Regions from separate parts of the Ovis aries genome. Here region 2 is linked to region 1. The links are chromatin contacts, called in public Hi-C maps. All regions are on one chromosome and are shown on one strand. The core of a region is the stretch at or near the end of the contact, and the rest is flanking DNA. Distances in the headings are between cores, read along the strand shown.

Region 1 (6,727 bases), core at 3,032-5,531:
TTTCACTTTCCTCTTTCACTTTCATCAAGAGGCTCTTTAGTTCTTCTTCACTTTCTGCCATAAGGGTGGTGTCATCTGCATAGCTGAGGTTCTTGATATTTCTCCCAGCAATCTTGATTCCAGCTTGTGCTTCCTCCAGCCCAGCGTTTCTCATGATGTACTCTGCATATAAGTTGAATAAGCAGGGTGACAATATACAGCCTTGATGTACTCCTTTCGCTATTTGGAACCAGTCTGTCGTTCCACGTCCAGTTCTAACTGTTGCTTCTTGACCTGTATACAGATTTCTCAGGAGGCAGGTCAGGTCATCTGGTACTGCCATCTTTTTAAGAATTTTTAAAGAATCTTCCAGTCTGTTGTGATCCATGCTGTCAAAGGCTTTGGTGTCATCAATAAAGCAAAATGCATCAATTAAAATTTACAGTCATGTGCCATCTGTTTCTAAAAATTTCTCTTACATGGTTTGGTTTGGTTTTTCTAGTTATTATTGACATCTCCTCCTTTTACAGGCCCAGAAGCCAACGGATAGAGAAGTAAAGTGATCGAAGTGGCAAGCAGATTGTATGACTTTAGATTCCTGGAGGAGCTATTATTTTAATGAGTCAAAGCTGAAGACAGGTTTGAACTACAGGGCCTTTTAACCAGCAGCTGTGTCATAGTGAGGAAATATTTCGTCTGCCTGAACGGGGGGAGGGGGCAGTGCTCTGAGGCCACATGTATGGATGTTGGAGGAGATGACGTGTCCGCAAAGTCTAGACTAGAGGCCCCAGGGCTTGAGATGAAGTTCGGTGCCTGCGGGCTGCTCACCCTTGAACCTTGCGTGGTCACATCTGCATTTTCTAGACTCCTTTTTATTTTTAGTTCAATATTATTATTTTTAATGAAGTATAGTTGATTTACAACACCATGTTAGTTTCAGGTGTATAGACTCCTTTTTCTTGTCTTCCATCAAAAAGCATAGAAGATCCGAAGTTCTAAAAAATGTTAATCATATTAGAGCAAAATGGAGATTAGGTCTGCTTCCCCTTGGAGATGGTTTTTCATTGCTCTCTCCTGAGTTTTAATAGAGTCCAGTGAGTCCAGCACAAAGGAATGAGCTATTCCATCTTGCGGTTATTTCTAGGGATTAAGCCATAATCCTTAACCTTCATAAAGTAAAATGTGTCCTCATTGTAGCAGACAGCCTGAGCATGCATGATCGCAGTTCGTCAGCACTGGCCAGGGCTTTGCAGCGTTTTGGAGGATGTTTTCAGGCAATGCAATTTAGTAGCTTACATTTGTAGAGCATAATCCTGTACCCAGCTCCACACTAAGCACTTTGCGTGCATAATCTAATTTAATCCTCACGTGACTCTCAGGTAGGTGGCATTTGCATCTGCAATCCCCAGATGCAGAAGCAGAGGTCCCCAGAAGTGACTTTCCCTGCAGGCGAGCTGTGGGCAGGATCCGAAGAGAGGAGCACCATCTTAGTGTAATAAATAAAAGACCGAAAATCCCTCTTGCGTAACCTGGAGCTGGCTCAGAGGGGGCCCTTGATTCTGTTGAGGATTGTTCCCATAGTTGGACTTAAATCAGGAGCTCCATGCAGAGCAAGAAGGAGAAGAGGGCAGTGTGTCCAGAAAGCGTGTCCTGTGAAGGTGCTCTGTGCCAGGCACGGGGGGCCCAGGGGGACACAGACAAAGCCCTGCTCCATCCTGTGCTCACAGTCTGGGGCGGAAGCAGGCCCTTAGGCCATGCACTGTCTGCTAGTTAATTTGGCATTGTAACTTTAATGACTTTAATTGTTCTAATATAATTTATTATTTTTCCCCCTTATTTTTAATCATTTAATGCATGCTTTCATGGTAAGCCATGGAGAGTTTTTATGTTTGGGGCCCACAGACTATTTGGTTTCTACTGAAACATTTTCTAAGAATAAATTTTTGTAGTGCAGTAACTAGGGCAAAGAATATGAATCTCTTTATGTTTCCTTCTATAAATGATCATATTGCTTTCTAGAGGGGTCTGGTATTTACTTCTTTTACATGTCAGACCTTACACTAAGCGGTAGGGATAGAAGTGAGTGGCTGTACACACAAAAATAATTCAGATAAAAATAAACTGTAAAACCCAGTCATTAGTGCTCGCTTTGGCAGCACATATACTAAAATTGGAACGATACAGAGAAGATTAGCATGGCCCCTGCGCAAGGATGACACGCAAATTCGTGAAGTGTTCCATATTTAAAAAAAAAAAACCCAGTCATTAAATGCAACTGTAAAAAAAAAAAAATTTAGGTATAAGTGTAAAAAAAGTTTTAAAATTTCAGTACCAGTGATTTTTGCATCAGAATTAAAAGTGCACATTTCTAGAGACAGAAATTGGTAAGCTGCTTGAGAGGAGGGTCCACACCCACTCACTCCTACCCCTACTGCTTAGTCTAAGGTCTGACATGTGAAAGAAGCTTAATAAATACTTGTTGAGTAAATAGTGAAAGAGGAGAGTGAAAAAGTTGGCTTAAAGCTCAACATTCAGAAAACTAAGATCATGGGATCTGGTCCTGTCACTTCATGGCAAATAGATGGGGAAACAGTGGAAACAGTGTCAGACTTTATTTTTGGGGGCTCCAAAATCACTGCAGGTGGTGATTACGTTCATGAAATTAAAAGATACTTACTCCTTGGAAGGAAAGTTGTGACCAACCTAGACAGCATATTAAAAAGCAGAGACATTACATAGTCAACAAAGGTCCGTCTAGTCAAGGCTATGGTTTTTCCAGTAGTCATGTATGGATGTGAGAGTTGGACTATGAGGAAAGCTGAGTGCCAAAGAATTGATGCTTTTGAACTGTGGTGTTGGAGAAGACTCTTGAGAGTCCCTTGGACTGCAAGAAGATCCAATTAGTCCATTCTAAAGGGGATCAGTCCTGGGTGTTCATTGGAAGGACTGATGCTGAAGCTGAAACTCCAATACTTTGGCCAGATGTGAAGAACAGACTCATTGGAAAAGACCCTGATGCTGGGAAAGATTGAAGGCAGGAGGAGAATGGGATGACAGAGGATGAGATTGTTGGATGGCATCACCCACTCAATGGACATGAGTTTGAGCAAGCTCCAGGATTTGGCAATGGACAGGGAGGCCTGGCATGTTGTGGTTCATGGGGTCACAAAGAGTTGGACATGACTGAGCAACTGAACTGAACTGAACTATCCGTTTCTACTTATAAACTTTTTTTACTTGTTATGTTGAAAGGTATCTTTATATCTTCTGTCATATTTAATGTATTTTTGTAGTTTACTACATTTTATTTTCACTATTGTGAACTATGTATGAGTTTAGAATTTTTATGTATTTGTGTTTGTTGGTCTTCTCCTTTGCCATAGCTTCTTTTGCTCTCTAGACTTGATTATTTTCCCATAGACCTGATAAATACTACATTCTTTTTTTCTGATGGTTGCTCTATAACTTAATTTCAATAAATTTTAGAATGATTTTTAGAGAGAGTTTTAGAACGAGCATTTTATTATACATTCAATTTTTCTATGCATTCAGAGTCCCTTCTAATTTCTCTTTCTATCCCGCTGAATCCAATTTCTTTACCTGCACTTTTCGCTATTTAAGAAAGTTACTTTAAAATATCTTTTCGACTAGAGCTCGTCTCGTTCATCTGGTTAGTTTTCAGCAAGTATACTTATCTTTTCGTGCTTCAAAACCTTATTAGGATTTTTCTAGAAACCGAGTTGTATCTCACGGGGTGGGCTTGTAATTCTAGTTGCACCGCCAGCTAGCTGTCTAATTTTTCACAAGTTTAATTGTAAACTTCAGCCCCTCATTGGTAACCTGGGGGATCATGTTAATATTTACCTGGTAAGGTACTCAGGATTAAATGAAAAACTTCCATCTAAGACATTCAGCGCACTTCCTATCACTAGGCTTTGCACTCGAAATCCTAGAAAACCGTGAATGGCTGTGGCTACCGAGGGGGCACGCAGTTATTTCTGCACAGAGAGGTCCGGGGGCGACGCGGACGGATGGTGCTCATTTTGCTCCGGGGCTGGACAAGGGCATCAACGTTCGCGTCCTCCGCCAAGCACCCCGAGCGCGCCCCCGCCGCTCGAAGTCCGCGCCCCCGCCCCCTCGAGCGCGCCCCCAGCCCGCAGTCCGCGCCCCGGCCGCCCGCGTCCCTGCGCGGCGCGCCCAACCCAGGGGGCGGGGCCGTTGCCTAGGAGATGCGCGCGCGTTTCCGGGAAGACGTGCGTGCGCGGCGCCCGGCAGCCAATCAGAGGGCGGGGCGCGTATTCAAACCGCGGGGCGGCAGCGGAGGCGTGAGCGGCGCGAGGAGGCCAGGAGCCTGCGAGGTGGGGGCTGTGGTCCGGGCGCGGCGCGTCGGTGCGGGCGAGGGTGGGGTGGGTGGACAGCTCGGGAGTCCGGGAGGGCCGGGGGTCCCCGGGGCCGGGTGCGAGGGTCTCCAAGGGGGGCGGGCCGGGGTTCTCCCGGGAGGGCCAGGGGCGGGATCGGGCCGCGCCCTCCCCGCCGCGGACCCCTCGGAGGGCGTCTTCCGGGCGCGTGGCCGCCGGGCGGCGGGGTGGCCGCTGAGAGCCCACCCCGGGGTCTGGGCACCCCTTCCCTCCAGTGTCCCGGGGCGTACCCCCGCCCCTCCTCAGACCCCGAGCTTCGTGCTCCTTGTAAATAGCAGCCGGTTTTCAGCTGCGGGTCAAGTCCTCGGTTTCTTCTTGTTTCTGTATTTACTTCCGTATCAGGAAATCTTTAACTAAAAGATTGCCTGCTTTTAGTTAGAAGGTGATGGGAGATGCTTCGATCCTGGCATGATTGTTAGTGATTTAGAACTTGCACAGGTTACTTAAAAATGAACCTCTGTTGTTTTGTACCTCCAGAGTCATGATCTCTGGGGTTGATTTTAAAAATACGACGGTTAGTTGCTGTATTAGCAGGACGAGTCTCTGTGGGAGCAGTAGAGAGCTGCAACTCACGGCGAGCTTCAAGTGGGGACCAGCCCCAGGAGAGGGGCAGCTGGTTCCGCCTCCCAGATTGTGTGCGCTCAGGGGGACCGCGCCGCCAGTCTCCTGAACGTTTTGTTTCATTGAAGAATCCTATATGGTAGGATCCTATATGGTCCTATATGGTAGCCTGTTATGTGTGCAGTAGTATTATGTCTAAAGAACAATGTATATGCCTTCATTTAGAATACTTGGTTGGTAAAAACGGTAACCATCATCAGAACCTTCAGGAGTCCTCCTACTAACATCAATTCCACTGGCCACAGATCGCCTTGACCAGTAGCATCTAATGGAAATGTTTAAAGTGTGGGAATTTCCAGAGCTGGGACGCAGACCTGAAGAGAGCAGATGCTCACTTGGGAAAATGGCACTGACTTGTTGACACATGGTTGCTACAAACATTCAGTTTGTAACAAAAATGCAGAAGGGGCAACAAAGCGAAGCCCCTAAGCCAGATGAGGCCTGCCTGTGTGGAGAAAAGGAGGGAATTCAATGACAGCGGGTCAGAGGAGAGGGACAGCCTGGGTGGTGATGGCCTCCTAGTGGCTGAGCTGCTAGTTTTTCATTGACTGGGCCGTTGCTGGGTGAGGATGAAACCTTTTCTTCCTCTTTGCCCTGGGATGTGAAGTAGCTTCTTCCTGTAGAGTCTGTGAATATAGCAAGGGATAAAACATGAGAGCTCCTGTTCAGATACCCTGCACTCCCACCCCTCACTCTGTTTTAAATGAGGGTTCCTTTCTTTGCCTTCACAATGAAATAGTTTCATCAGATGTCATTTTGCAAGTTAGAATCAGACATGCAAATTTAAAGACTTGTTCACGTCAGTATAACCAGTTGGATGCAGCGTTGACGGGAAGTCAGACCTCAGCTGTGTCTGCTGTTCTCTTTTCTTCTAAACATGACTGCTGCTGCTGCTGCTGCTAAGTCGCTCAGTCGTGTCCCACTCTCTGCGACCCCATGGACTGCAGCCTACCAGGCTCCTCCGCCCATGGGGTTTTCCAGGCAAGAGTACTGGAGTGGGGTGCCGCTGCCTTCTCCGTGACTACTGGATAGATATTGTTGACACGTATTTGCTTACATTCCTGTCAACTTTGTTGTCTGACTGCTAGAGGGCAGGCTGAATACTTAACTGATCTTGCATAAGTTTTCTCAACACAAGCGATTACTTTACAGTGCTTGTATTTATTGTCTCTGGTACTTATTTGGGTATGAGCTGCCTTGTGACACCTCTCTGGCTCATCTCCCCGAGGCGTTCTTGCATGTCGAGTGCATTCAGCACCTGCAGAAATGCTTTACTCCGGTCTTTAACTTTGGTGCTGGGGTGTCTGTTAGTCCCCCTCGCTGCCCCCCAAACTGGGGGCACTTAAAAAAATCTCTGCTGACATGTTCTCTTTTCTAGCATTTATTCATTTTAACCATTTTTAAATGTACATGTACATCCTTAAATACATGGTCATCACTGCCATCTACCCCGTAACTCTAGTTATCTGGTCAGTCTGAAATTCTGCATCTATTAAATAATAACTCTCCGTGCTCCCTTCCCTAGCCACCACCATTATACTTTCTGCTGCTGATTTTAACTACTATAAGTACTTGATATAAGTGGTATCATATATTATTCGTCTTTTGGGGACTGGTTTATTTCACTTAATATAATGTCCTCAAGGTTCACCAATATTGTAGCATATTGCAGAATTCCTTTCCTTTTGAAGGCTGAATAATTTTCCATT
Region 2 (7,166 bases), core at 947-3,446, 100 kb before region 1:
AAACTCAGCAGTGGCCACAGGACTGGAAAAGGCCAGTTTTCATTCCAATCCCAAAGAAACGCAATGCCAAAGAAAGCTCAAACTACTGCACAATTGCACTCATCTCAGATGCTAGTAAAGTAATGCTCAAAATTCTCTAAGCCAGGCTTCAGCAATATGTGAACTGTGCACTTCCAGATGTTCAAGCTGGATTTAGAAAAGGCAGAGGAACCAGAGATCCAATTGCCAACATCCACGGGATCATGGAAAAAGCAAGAGAGTTCCAGAAAAACATCTATTTCTGCTTGATTGACTATGCCAAAGCCTTTGAAGGTGTGGATCAGAATAAACTGTGGAAAATTCTTCAAGAGATGGGAATACCAGACCACCTGACCTGCCTCTTGAGAAACCTGTATGCAGGTCAGGAAGCAAAAGTTAGAACTGGACATGGAACAACAGACTGGTTCCAAATAGGAAAAGGAGTATGTCAAGGCTATATATTGTCACCCTGCTTATTTAACGTCTATGCAGAGTACATCATGAGAAACGCTGGGCTAGAAGAAACACAAGCTGGAATCAAGATTGCCGGGAGAAATATCAATAACCTCAGATATGCAGATGACACCACCCTTATGGCAGAAAGTGAAGAGGAACTAAAAAGCCTCTTGATGAACATGAAGGAGGAGAGTGAAAAAGTTGGCTTAAAGCTCAACATTCAGAAAAAAAGATCATGGCATCCGGTCCCATCACTTCATGGCAAATAGATGGGAAACAGTGGAAACAGTGTCAGACTTTATTGTTTAGGGCTCCAAAATCACTGCAGATGGTTGACTGCAGCCATGAAATTAAAAGACGCTTAGTCCTTGGAAGGAAAGTTATGACCAACCTAGACAGCATATTCAAAAGCAGAGACATTACTTTGCCAACAAAGGTCCATCTAGCCAAGGCTATGTTTTTTCCAGTGGTCATGTATGGATGTGAGAGTTGGACTGTGAAGAAAGCTGAGCGCCGAAGAATTGATGCTTTTGAACTGTGGTGTTGGAGAAGACTCTTGAGAGTCCCTTGGACTGCAAGGAGATCCAACCAGTCCATTCTGGAAGAGATCAGTTCTGGGTGTTCATTGGAAGGAGTGATGCTAAAGCTGAAACTCCAGTACTCTGGCCACCTCATGAGAAGAGTTGACTCACTGGAAAAGACCCTGATGCTGGGAGGGATTGGGGGCAGGAGGAGAAGGGGACAACAGAGGATGAGATGGCTGGATGGCATCACTGACTCGATGGACATGAGTCTGAGTGAACTCCGGGAGTTGGTGATGGACAGGGCGGCCTGGCGCGCTGCGATTCATGGGGTCGCAAAGAGTCGGACACGACTGAGCGACTGAACTGAACTGAACTGAACTGATGTTCACTAAGGGCTTTTCTGTGCAAGCAGTGTGCACGAATATTCTCTTGTCCCTGTTCTACATATAAGGAACTCAAGACAGGTATTGTGCCAAAGGTACACAGCTGATAAATACAGAGTCTTAACTCTAAACCATGTAGCTAAACAGATTCAAAAATAACAATGGTCTGCCAGGATCACAAAACTGGAAGGTGGAAGAGGACAGCTTAGGGGCTATTTTCATTGCGCTGTGATGTACCCACAAGTCTAAGTTATGAAAGTGTAAGTTTCAAAAAATTTCAATGCAAGGAAAAGGGAAAGGAGCCATAGCAAGTCTCAGAATGTTTTAAGAATATGACAAAAACAGATCATTCCATCCTTAAAGAATGCAAAACTGCGTACTGAGCATCGTAAAGCAGGTCCCTTTTAGGAACAAGACTTCAAGAACTGCACATGCTGAAGCGACAATGTCAAGAATGCCTATCATTTCGCAAACAGCACAAAACTGCCGCTCTTCGAAACCACAGTCTGGAGCTGCACCACTTTTTAGGTCAAATGAACTGGAACTGCATATCAGAAAATCAACAGGCAAAACCAAAGGTCAGAACTTCCACCCTCCCCCTCATCTCCAGAGCACAAGAAGATAAGACATTAACACTTGAGAAAACTGAAACTCCACTCCCAGAATTGCAACGGAGAAGAGACAAGTTTTTCTCGTGTACCAGGACTGAAGCGAGAACCTACCACGCTCCTGTTACTATAAATAAACCCTGGCTAGAGCAAAGCTTTGAAACTCACAACCACCTGAGAGGCTCAGGCACGGGCAGAGAGCACAGCAACAGTCTTGCTCAGGGGCCTTCCCCACAGAGCTGAGTCAGCACCAGTAACGGTATGAGGGGAGTGCATTTCAGAAATGTCACTACTCAGCCAGGGGAATGCTGCCTTAATTTCCGAATCTAAAAACTGTGTCTAAGACAATTACTAAGACAGAATCTGTGAGTATCAAAAACTCCAAGTGAAAGTAAAGCCTAGAGCTTGAACTCTACATCAACCAAAGGACACAAAAATGATCAGTAACCTTAAAGAAAAAAAATCCTAGTACCAGGAATCAAAGATTAAGTTACAAAGAGTCTGCCTGTCAAAATGACGGACAGTTCCTAAACCCACTGTTGACAAGGAGGGACTCACCCAGGCCCAGGCCTCTTATTCCCACGACTCACAGCGCAGCAGCTCCGTGCCCAGTGCACGCAACGGGCATCTGATGGTTGGAAACGTTACTGTGTAAAATTTTAGTCATTGGCCTTGTTCTAAAGATATGCACAGATTTCAAATTTCCCCTCAAGTCCCAGATTCTGCACTAGCAACCCCAATCTACTCCTCCTCTCTGCTTTGAAAGCCCTGAGAATTCCCCCTGGGCCACCTGACTTCTACAGCAGCATTCCCTCTCAAAACCTGAGTGGTTTTCAGTTAGCCTAATTCACCAGCAGCGGGAAGCTGCATGGCAGAGTGCTGCCATGCTGGCGCTCTGGAGCCCTGTCTTACTTGATGGGGGTCCCTGAGTGCAGTCATCCTCTCCCCGAGTTCAGGCCGTCCCCCGCTGCCCACGTGTGTCAGGCGTCTGCCTCCCCGGCTCTGGACCTCACCCTCTGCCCCTCCGGGCCGGCCAGTGCGCCACAGACACTGAGTCTCTGGGCTCCACAAGGCCCAGTCAGCCCTCACCCTCCCACGGGAGCTGTGAGCCATCATCCCCAGACCCCTCTTCCCATCGGTCATCCTGTTCTCATGACTGCTGTCCCATGATACCCGGGTCTGCTATTCCCTCCTCACCACAGCCTCCAGGAGAGCGGGCCCTTTCCCATCCTCGGCATCAGCACCCAGAAGGGCGCCCGGAGCACAGCACGGGCAGGGGCTCCCCGTCCCTCCACGCTGCACCCCAGGGGTTAAGTCCCCACCCCACCCCTCCCGCTGCCCTGAGAGACACAAGGGCCTCTTCCGAGCTGCAGATCCTCACCAGCCTCCAGGACGCTGGGGAACCTCAACCCCAAGCCCAGAGCCAGGTTCCTGGGCGGCAGGGGCAGTAACGCACAGGGTGAGGGGAAGGTGAGGGCGAGTTCCGTGCAGCCGGCCTCCGATAGGAAGAGTCAGCGTGAGCACACGGCAACTGCCACGCGCCTCTGACGGCGACAGAGCACCTGAGCCGCAGGTCACGTCTGCTGAGCCCCAGCAGCTGCCAGAGCGCACCTCCATTCTGGTCTCCAAGACCCTCCCACGAAAGCAACCAGGACTCCTCAAGAAGTGGCTGCTTCCTCCCGAGCTGGACCAGCAAAGCACACGCTCAGCTAAGAACCCGTGCATGCGCGTGCCAGGAAGTGTCAGAGCCAACAGGGGGCCGTGTCAGCTCGCAGGACTCCACTGGAAGGAGACTCCAATCAGCCAAACCTAAGACAATCTGAACATCAAATAAATAATGACACCAAGCGATTATAACCCGCTTGAATGAATGAGAATGTCCATCCTGATGTAACCAGATAAATAAGTGTGTGAAAGAAAAAGAAGGGAAAACTCTTCCTTGTAGCAGAATACCAACTAAAACTGGGATACAGTAAACGGGGTAATAACTGACTCAAGCAAGAATCATTGTGGGTGCCAAGCCAGTGGGCCGAAGTTTGATGAACAGGATGTTTCAAGTTATCTCCCCGCAAATTGCTTCTTAATTAAAAATGGAAAATAATAATCTCACAGTGGAGAAAAGTAGCAGATACCACCTGAAGCAAGAGGCCAAAATCTGGAGTCGCCTGGTGGCACAGTGGGTAAGAACCCACTTGCTGATGCAGGGGACACGGGTCGACCCCTGGTCCGGGAAGATTCCACACGCTGAGGAGGAACCACTAAGCCCTGCACAGCTCCTGACGCCTGCACGCTCCAGGGCCCTCGAGACACAACCACTGAGCCCGCGCACCACAGCTACTGAGGCTCGTGCAGCGAGAGCCCGGGCTCCACGAGGGAAGCACCGTGACTAGAGCGCCCACAGGCAGCAACAAAGACCCAGCGCGATCAAAAAGAAACTTTTTTTTTTAAGAGAGAGATTAAAGTCCACCTCAACAACTGAATGCGCATCGTGTGCCTCTGGCACGACCCACTGGAAACACAGCGCCGCTTCGGCGGCCACCCTGCCCGACCTGCGGGACTTGACTCTGTCATGAAGACACGTTTGACAGATCCACATCGAGGGACCTTCTGTAAAATAAGTGGCCTACAGTTTTTCTAAGACAAAAACACACTTTAATAAAGGAAACAGACAGACACTGCAGGCTCAGACATGCCAGGGGTGCTGAGAGCCGGGACTTCCCACGTCTCCCCCACCCCCAGCCGTCCGATCCTGGGAGGCCAGAGGGTGGGGGACCAGAGGGCGGGGCTGCCCGGTGGTTCCCCTCGGGTGCCTCCTGGGTGTCCTGGGCCAGGCCCCCAGGAAGGCAGGGGGCACCAAGGTGCACCTGCCACCAGAGAGACAGGGAGGAGAGAAGGGGCAGTGGAGGGGGTGCGGGGAGGGAGGGAGGGGAAAGAGAGGAGACGTCAGAGAACAAGAGGGAAGAAAGCCAAAGACGACGGGCTGGCAGCAGGTGCCGGGAGGGGTGCAGGGAAGCGCCTCAGCCCCCGGGCCTCCACTGCTCCTGTCCGGGGCAGGGCTCTGGGCACTGGTTCTTCTTACTGCCTAGGGGCTCCTGCTGGGACCCTGCCAGCGGCCAGACCCCGTCACGGGGGTCAGAGGACCAGGGGGCAGGGGCCGCCCTGCGGGGACCAGCCTCCTCCTGCAAAGAGACAGCACCCAAGGCAGGGACCTGACGCCCACCCCCGCATGCGGCGGGGTGGCAGGCTTCACCATGCCAGCATCATGAAAACAAGGACAGACTGACAAGCCAGCCGGGTTACAGAGCTGACAGAGACAAGCCAGTTAGACACGGTGCATGGTCCCGGGCGGCTCTGGGCAGAGAAGAAAGCAGCAGCAAAGGACACTGAGACAATGGCAAAGGTGAACGCAGGATCAGATGTAACGTCAAGCTAAATTTCCCGATTCTTAAAATTTTCAGATTATCTGAGACTTACTGTTCATCTTAGGAGACAGCCTGAAGCATTTAGGGGTGGAGGGTACAGTGTCTCTAATTCATCCTCAAACAGTTCAGAAAATATTATGTATTTGTATATACACACACACACGCGTGCTTGTGTCAGGGAAAGGGGAAGCATCACATATACACACACACACACACATGTGCTTGTGTCAGGGAAAGGGGGAGCATCACAGAACAAACGGGGCAGAACGCCCACCACTGACAGCTCCGGGTGGCGGGTGCTGGGGAGCTCCTGCTATTTCCAGACATTTGAAATTACACTGAGAAAAGTCATGAGACCCCCAAGCGCCCCACATCAGTCTTCTCCCCGTGTTCCTCACATCCCAGACCCACAGCACCTTCCAAGCGCACAAGCCTGGGGCCTGGGTGTCATCACTGGCGCCTCCCCGTCCCTCAGGCCCCAGATCAGACCCGTCACCACGCCCAGCAAGGCCCTCCCTTCCCACAGTCCCAACACACAGCTCCAGTCCCGCTCCCAGGACTCTCCGCCTGAACTACGCTGGTTGGGAAGGTCAGCCTTTCGCACTCGGCGTCAGTTCTCTCCCACATCTGTCTCTGCAGTGTCACTCTCGCCCTGCTCCAGGCCACTCTCTTCTGTAGTCAGGGTCTGCTTCTTTCCCGTGGGCAGACCTGACCAGGTGACACAGCACACCAAGCCTCAGGGCTTTCGACGATGTCCAACTTCTGCAAGGATCCAGCGCCTTCCTCTGACCCCCAGGAAAGTGGCCCAGGCTGCCTGCATCCCTGGATCGCGCAGGGCCCCTGCTGGCCACGCAGCCTCGGGACCACGCTCCTGTCCCCTGCACAGCCTCTGACAACCCGGTCGCCACGGCTCAAAGTGTCCTTTCTCCCTACTCTTCACTCCCTTCCAGATTCTCAGGGGCCACTGACCCATCACTTTGGCCCAATTTCTCCTCGGTAAACGGCAAGAACCGAGCAGTTACCCTGCCTCTCCTCTACCTTAGAAGACGCACTTTTACTTTGAAGACTGCGCAGCTCTACTAAACAATGCATGCGTTTGTTAAGATTGATGCGAAGACTTTGAAAGCTATCTGAAGTATAGGTGACTACTAGGAAATGAAAAGTCTGTTAGCCACAGACAGAACTCAAGGAATGTCCCGCGTAAAGCTGAGTGGCGAGCAGTGTACACAGAAAGGCAATGTTGCTGTTCACTCGCTCCGTCGTGTCCAGTGCTTTCCGACCCTGCGGACTGCAGCACACTAGGCCTCCCCGTCCTTCACTACCCCCCCGAGTCTGATCAAATTCATGCCCGTCGAGTCACTGATGCCATCAGCCATCGCATCCCTCTGCCGCCCTCTTCTGCCTTCACTTTTCCCAGCATGAGGGTCTTTTCCAATGAGTCAGCTCTTCGCATCAGGTGGCCAAAGCATTGCACTTAAGCTTTAGCATCAGTCCTTCCAATGACTATTCAGGACTGATTTCCTTTAGGATGGACTGGTTTGATCTCCTTGCTGTTGAAGGGACTCTCAAGAGTCTTCTCCAACACCACAGTTCAAAAGCATCAATTGTTCAGTGCTCAGCCTTCTTTATGGTCCAACTCTCACATCCGTACACGACCACTGGAAAAACAATAGCTTTGAAGTACACAGATCTTAGTCAGCAAAGTGACGTCTCTGCTTCTTAATATGCTGTCTAGGTCTGTCATAGCTTCCCTTC

Evidence for each region. A called contact is a pair of places that touch in the nucleus more often than the background predicts.
Region 2: a contact with region 1 is called in a Hi-C map of liver, with 1.9 times the contacts expected there. The contact joins the enhancer-like site here to the promoter of KIF14 in region 1. A contact is called at or near these places in 3 of 16 Hi-C or Micro-C datasets (liver, skin fibroblasts and tail adipose tissue).

What each region holds. Positions count from the first base shown.
Region 1 is chr12:78,690,995-78,697,721 of ARS-UI_Ramb_v3.0, reverse strand. It overlaps KIF14 (kinesin family member 14), which reads left to right and starts at 4,281. Exons shown (of 30, transcript XM_042229316.1): 1 at 4,281-4,337. It overlaps LOC114117396 (U6 spliceosomal RNA), which reads left to right and starts at 2,120; the gene lies at 2,120-2,226.
Region 2 is chr12:78,791,136-78,798,301 of ARS-UI_Ramb_v3.0, reverse strand. The region is part of intron 1 of CAMSAP2 (calmodulin regulated spectrin associated protein family member 2); the gene reads right to left. Among named protein-coding and RNA genes, the nearest start is that of CAMSAP2, 13 kb to the right of the region's middle. Within about 2 kb of position 2,196, at least 3 of the 54 cell types and tissues checked have an H3K27ac peak or open chromatin away from gene starts, as enhancers often do. A contact at or near this core is called in liver, where this site is marked.